2 separate regions of the Mus musculus genome follow, and region 1 is linked to region 2. A link is a contact called in public Hi-C data. All regions are on one chromosome and are shown on one strand. Each heading gives the region's core, a stretch centred on a gene start, on an enhancer-like site or on the middle of the called end of the contact. The rest is flanking DNA. Distances are from core to core; before and after follow the strand shown. Region 1 has its middle 23 kb from the start of Gm36603. Region 2 has its middle 15 kb from the start of Gm36443.

Region 1 (3,234 bases), core at 314-2,813, 270 kb before region 2:
GTAGTTATATAGTGGGGAAAGTAAGGCCTAGTTACTTCTTGCTGGGGAACAAGGGTCGGGGCACAGTAGCAGTTTTGTGAGTTCCCGAAAAGTGTGAGATTCGGTGTACTTGACTCAAAAAGTTTACTGGAAGCATGCGTGGAACCACCTGAGGGCTACAGAGCTACAGAGAGTGTAAGACCTGGGTTTTCCTGGGAGAAGTTCACATTCTAGCTGAAGGAAGCAAACACACACACACACACACACACACACACACACACACCAGGGAGTCTTGTGCGTAAGATTCGGTTACTTTTCTCTCTCTCTCTCTCTGTGTGTGTGTGTGTGTGTGTGTGTGTGTGTGTGTGTGAGACCAGAGCGTCAGAGTAGACCACTTATAAGGAAAAATGGTTTATTTTGCTCCCAGTTTCAGGGGGCCCCCATCTACCTTCTTTGGCTCCATTGATTCTGGACCTATGGTAAACCAGAAGATCATGGTGGATGGACCATGTAGAAGAGGAGATTGTCTAGGTATGACCCCTAAGTACGGCCCTTCCTGTGACCTCTTACTTGCACCTGGGACCCCACATCCCAGAAACCTCCCAGATAGCACCCCTGATGCCTATAGAGGCCCAGGCCGTCCCACCATCCTTGAATCCCCCCTGAAGTGGACACTTCTTTCTCATACTCAAGACTAAACTGAATTGTAGCTTCTAAGAGCAGGTGACCATCGGTGACAGCACTTTGATTCAAACTCAGGTCTGTTGGGTACCACATGTGTTCCAATCCCAATTCTCCTGCCACCCCAGGGGTGAAGTGTGCCCCACACACGTGCGGCGCTCAGCACGTCCGCACTGCCAGCGGGTAGAGATAAACGGAGACCAAATTTGGTCAGGTTGCTGTGGGGAAGTGGACGGCTTCCTGTTGCCAAATCCTGTTCAGGATTTGGGCCACACAGTGCTTTGATCTAAAAATTTAAGTAGACAAAGAATGAATATTTATTGTTTTTATGATCATTGTTTTATATAAAACAAATTTGGGGGAGTGGGAAGGAATAAATATTTGGGACAGCAAGCATTTAAATGCCAGCGGTTAATTTACTTGGCTACCTTGATTTACAATGGTAACATTTGGGTGGGGAGTTAAAAAGAAGGAGCACTCTTTTGTTCTTGTTTTATTTAGAATTTCTAAAGTCTAAAGGAATGTTTTTATAGCAAGTACACACAGTAATGGGAGAGGGAAAAAAAGAAAAAAGAAAAAGAAAAGAAAAAGAAAAAGTCACCAAGGACTTAGACACCGTTATGGAAGCTTAGGCTTTGGGTATGAAATGAGCAAAGGCTAATTTAGCAAATTCCTTTTTAACCTTTTTTTTTTTTTCTAATTTTCTTTTCTTCTTAAAATAATTTCCATATACAAATTTATCATTACAAGGAAAAACAGGGTGGAAAGAGAAGCTCGAAAGGACGGGAGGTGGGGGCTGGTAGAAGGGAGTTAGCTTTAGGTGACATCACTAGAAAGGGATGACTGTGGGTGGCTTGGGGGCAGCAGAGATGGTAGGTGACCCACTCTCTGGAGGGCCGCGGAAGGATGACTCAGAACGTTCAACTAATGCAGCCGGCGGCTCAGCCCTTTGCCTGGAGATCTGGCGGAATGACTAAGCAGTTACCAGTTTCCAAGTCTTAGGAACCTAAAACCCCCCAAATCACATTTAGAGCTGATACGAGGTTGAGCAGGGGTCATGAGGGAGGGAAATCATCTGATAGGCTTAGAGGGTCAGAGCCCGGCTCTCGAAGTCTCAGACGTACCTCTCGCCGCTATCAGATGTTATTTTCGGGGAAGATTTCACCCACACTAAAAATCGTCCTGCAATTTCACCACGCTCCAAGCCATTGCCACACACGCGTTCAAAGGAAAAAACGAAACAGCAAAAACAGCCTGTGTTTCCTAGGGTCCACCGTTTCATTTCCAATTTGATTTTCCTTATAGCTTATTTGGTTTACATCATTATCCCAGGCGGAGTGGCGTAGCTATGGTAATGCTTATAGAATCTGTGTGTCCCGCCCAGGGCGGCCCGGCTATGGAGCTGTGGGTCAGCACCCGCGCTCCAGCAAGGACGAAGATGACATCAAAGAACCTGAAGACAGAGCACATTTACTTTTCTGATCCAAATTACTTTGTTTGGAAAACAGTAAACACAATTACCTTAACAACAGAGCTGGGAGGCTTTGGGGGTTTAACACAATGTTTTCCTAGCGGGCGGGCGGAGACTGCCTAGGATCACAGCTAAGGGCCTACAGACCCAGGTGGCTCTATTTGTTTTCAAGTCTTTCTCCTCCCAGAAATGAGTTTGGGTAGCTTTTGATCGAGTTCCTTAAAATTAACGTTGTTTAGTTTCTTCATTTCAAATGAAATTAAAGTTCATTTCTCTGTATAAATAAGACCAAATTCTCACTGAGTCTCATTCTGTATCTTTTTCCCCAGGAAGTATCCCTAAACAGGTTTTATATCCAATTATAAACACATAACACGAACACACACAGAGGCATATACAGACATACACACAGACACACACAGACACCCAAAGGAACACACACACATAGACACACACACATAGAGCACAGACATATTCACACACATACATTTTTGCATTTATGGGTATGTATGTGTATTTTTCTGTGCGTATGCACACACACACACACACACACACACACAAAAGGGCATTGGATCCCCTGGGGCTGTAGCAACTTTCTTAATAGCTGAGCCACCACTCCAACCTCTATTGTTTGCCTTTCTGTTTTAAATGTAGTCTAGAGCTGCCTTTCACTGCCGGTCAGTATGGAGCCACTGTGTTCTGTGTGTTTGTAGCACTGTCCCCTACTTTATGTCACCTACCTTCTTAGCAGATGCTTGGGTAATTTTTACAGTTTTGCTCTCACCAAGAATGTGACAATTAATATTCTGTTTGCATGACTTTATGATTATGAGAATGTGCTTGAAGGGTGAATAATGTTTAAACTACTCCGTCGTCTGGGAGGAGCATGGGTATGGGAGGAGCACCGGTATGGGAGGAGCATTGCATGGGAGGAGAATGTGATGGGAGGAGAATATGCTGGGAGGAGCATTGTGTGGGAGGAGAATGTGATGGGAGGAGCATGCGTGTGGGGAGGAGTATGCGTGTGGGAGGAGCTGGTGTATTCTGGGTTGAAGTGACATCTCTAAATTGTTTTCCACACAGATCCTAATTATGCTTCTACC
Region 2 (2,948 bases), core at 208-2,707:
CCCGGGTGCCTCTACCCAGCATCACTGGACTCCAGCTCTGATGCCTCCTGGGTGCTCACTCAGCATGGCCCTGTGTGAAAACGAACCAGAACAATTCTCTGACTTTTACTACAGACGTTAAGTTTGGCGTGTCCCTCCTCTCCCCTCGCCCCCAGTCTGTTCCCACTCTCCTGGCCCTCCCCCCAGAAACACAGCTCACCTTCCCTCTACAGTTGCCTAGAAATAGAAAAAACAAAAAACAAACAAACACATCCACGCATGCGTGTCTCTGCTGCTCCTGACCGTGGTCTCCTTTTCCTGAAGACCCCTCTGGGTTTTTCGTCTTGTTTTTGAGCACTTCCTCCGAATGATTTACCCTGATTTCTGGCAATTTATACACTCCAATTCCCTTTGCTTCCCCCATTCACAATCGCGCCTCTCAGATCGCATGGCACATAAACAATCTTCCATTGCAAACTGCTGCAGTACAGTTTGTCCCCTGTAGGCATCAATAGGAAGTGTCCCGCCAGCCTAATTCTACGCAGGAAAAAAAAAGGGGGGGGGTCATAGATACATAATCTCAAGAAATTCTGCTCTGGTTGGTTTGGCAGTAGCATCTACAGTAATCTCTTCAGTTTGAAGTTAAAATTTGTAAACACCTTAGTGGATTCCACCCCCACCCACCCACAGGTTGTGTCTAAATGAACATCTATGTATCTACATTAATCAAACGCTTCATGCTTTTTTCCCCCCCAGTGAGGAAGTGGATACAAAGTTGACTTTGCTCCTAAAGGTTTCCTTCGCTCCCCTCCTCCACCCCGCCACGCCATGTTTTTGCCTGGCCTGAAATCTAGAACAGCAATGAAGAGCAGACTCCTGGTTTGACAGGATGCATTTAGATAGTTCAGGCAAGAGCAGGCACCCTGTGTTAAAGAGTCCAAAAGGTCTTAAGCAGAAAGAAAAGGCAAAGACTTGTCTCGTGTCACAGGTGCCACCTGTTGTTAGGAGTAGCAATCTATGAGCTCTGCACAGACAACTCCAGTTTCCGACTCTTATAAATTCCCAAGTTCAAATCCAACAGCCTCCAACTCTAACCCACGGGCGTGCGCCATGCTGCCAAAGGTAATTCAAATTTCTCCCCTTCAAGACCGCTTCGCCCCCAACCCCCACCCTCTTCACCTGGAACAGACAATCCGCGTATTTCAAAGAGTTCCTTAGTACTGAACTGAGTACTCGGAAACTCACCCACCAGTTTACATTTTAGGCTACTGAGCCTCACTCCTTTTACTGACAGACAAAGGAGAGGGCCACTGACGATGTTTACCCACCTAGGCTCGTGTTTGTCTAATGTTTAAACGGGCTTTTGTTATTATTAGACATTCCTGGACAATCGTTCTCAGAGCATCAAGCACACAGAGCAAGGAATCAAGCAAGCGATGCAGGTTCCGCGGTGGGGGAGGGGAGCCGAAAGGCGCCAAGCCGCGCCTCCCTGCTGCTTAGCACCATCTAGTGGCGGCTGCTAGTTCGACTTTTGGAACGAGAGCTCCCAGAGGACTTCGTAAAATCCAAAGGCTGTTTTCCTCCATCCTGGCGCTCTTCACCTTGTGTGTACTGCACACACACACGTATATTTTGAATTATACACAACAAATATCTCACCTTACTATTTAATAAATCCTTCCTTTGTCTCTGTACTGGGATATCTTACCCCTTAATCCCCGGACCTGTAGGCAATGAAGGCAGATGGTTTTAATATTATCAAAGCAAGCAGCGCTAGGAAATGCTCACAGGGGATATGCCTAATTAGATGCTTGCTGCCAGCCCTGACAACTGTAGTTCAATCTCTAGAATCCACATGATGGACGGAGAGAACTGACTTCCACAAGTTGTCCTCTGACCTCCATTCACACACACACTCTCTCTCTGTCTCTCTCTCTCTCTCTCTCTCTCTCTCTCTCTGTCTCTCTCTCTCTCTCTCACACACACACACACATTATTTTTAAAGATCATTTCATTCTAATTTTTAAAAATTTTAATTTAAAAAAATACTGAAGAAAATGAGACTCATATATCTCTGGAGTTAACTATGAATTTTTTTTTTAATTTCTAAACAAAGTCATCAGGCTCAACTGTGCCATGAGAAACTATTGGCACCCACAAAAAATAAGGAATAGTGAAGGCTCAGCTCTACTGGTACAACAACCCAAGCAGGCACCATGTGGCCTGCTCTTACAACACCGTGATGACAGTTTAACTTCATGACTAATTTATAATATACAAGTAGCTACCTTTTACCAAGTATAGATAAATGCTAACTGGACAGTCTACCTTTAAACTTACCCACAGAACGACAGCTGATAGGAGCTGAGAAGCGAGCTAGCTTCTTCATTATCCAGAACATTCTAATCCAGTTCTAGGATGGCAAGAGGCTCCTGAGAGTTAACAGTACTTCTACATGGCTGCTTTCAGCCTAGATCCTGGGTCAAATACACCATCAATACACCATGGTCATGACTGACTGTGACCCTACTTCCCAGGGTTGGCTCCCAGCCTGTGGAGTCTGGTGTGCGTCACTCATGAGCCCTCCAGTCAAAGCAAGACACAACATCAGATATGATGCTGTATGCATCAGATATGTTGCTGTATGCATCAGATATGATGCTGTGTGCATCAGATATGGTGCCGTATGCTTATATGCGTGGCACAGGAAGGAAGAACCAAGTCCAAGGCCAGCATAGCTACAAGACAAGACTGTGTCTCAAAAGCAAACAATAAACAAAGAATTGAAACAGGACATAAAATAACACAATCAGGTGAGAAGCTAAATATTTAAGAATCATTTTTTTCAAGCTAATAAATAGTAGAAACATCAAAAAGTCCAAGTCAATAGTATGTTTTTATTAATATTTATTAACACCAAGTTTTCAATAATTTTCTACCTTCCCCTTGTATATTCTTTGGGGGGGGGT

The links. A called contact is a pair of places that touch in the nucleus more often than the background predicts.
Region 1: a Hi-C map of cerebral cortex shows a contact between it and region 2, with 4 times the contacts expected there. The contact joins two enhancer-like sites. A contact is called at or near these places in 6 of 484 Hi-C or Micro-C datasets (bone marrow-derived macrophages, cerebral cortex, nephron progenitors and 2 more) and 10 of 115 datasets of contacts at active chromatin or transcription factors (the 230-238 cell line, bone marrow-derived macrophages, craniofacial prominence and 6 more).

The regions. Positions count from the first base shown.
Region 1 is chr3:131,083,785-131,087,018 of GRCm38.p6, reverse strand. No RefSeq gene overlaps it. Among named protein-coding and RNA genes, the nearest start is that of Gm36603, 23 kb to the left of the region's middle. Within about 2 kb of position 1,563, at least 120 of the 459 cell types and tissues checked have an H3K27ac peak or open chromatin away from gene starts, as enhancers often do. A contact at or near this core is called in cerebral cortex and forebrain, where this site is marked.
Region 2 is chr3:130,817,405-130,820,352 of GRCm38.p6, reverse strand. No RefSeq gene overlaps it. Among named protein-coding and RNA genes, the nearest start is that of Gm36443, 15 kb to the right of the region's middle. Within about 2 kb of position 1,457, at least 91 of the 459 cell types and tissues checked have an H3K27ac peak or open chromatin away from gene starts, as enhancers often do. A contact at or near this core is called in cerebral cortex and forebrain, where this site is marked.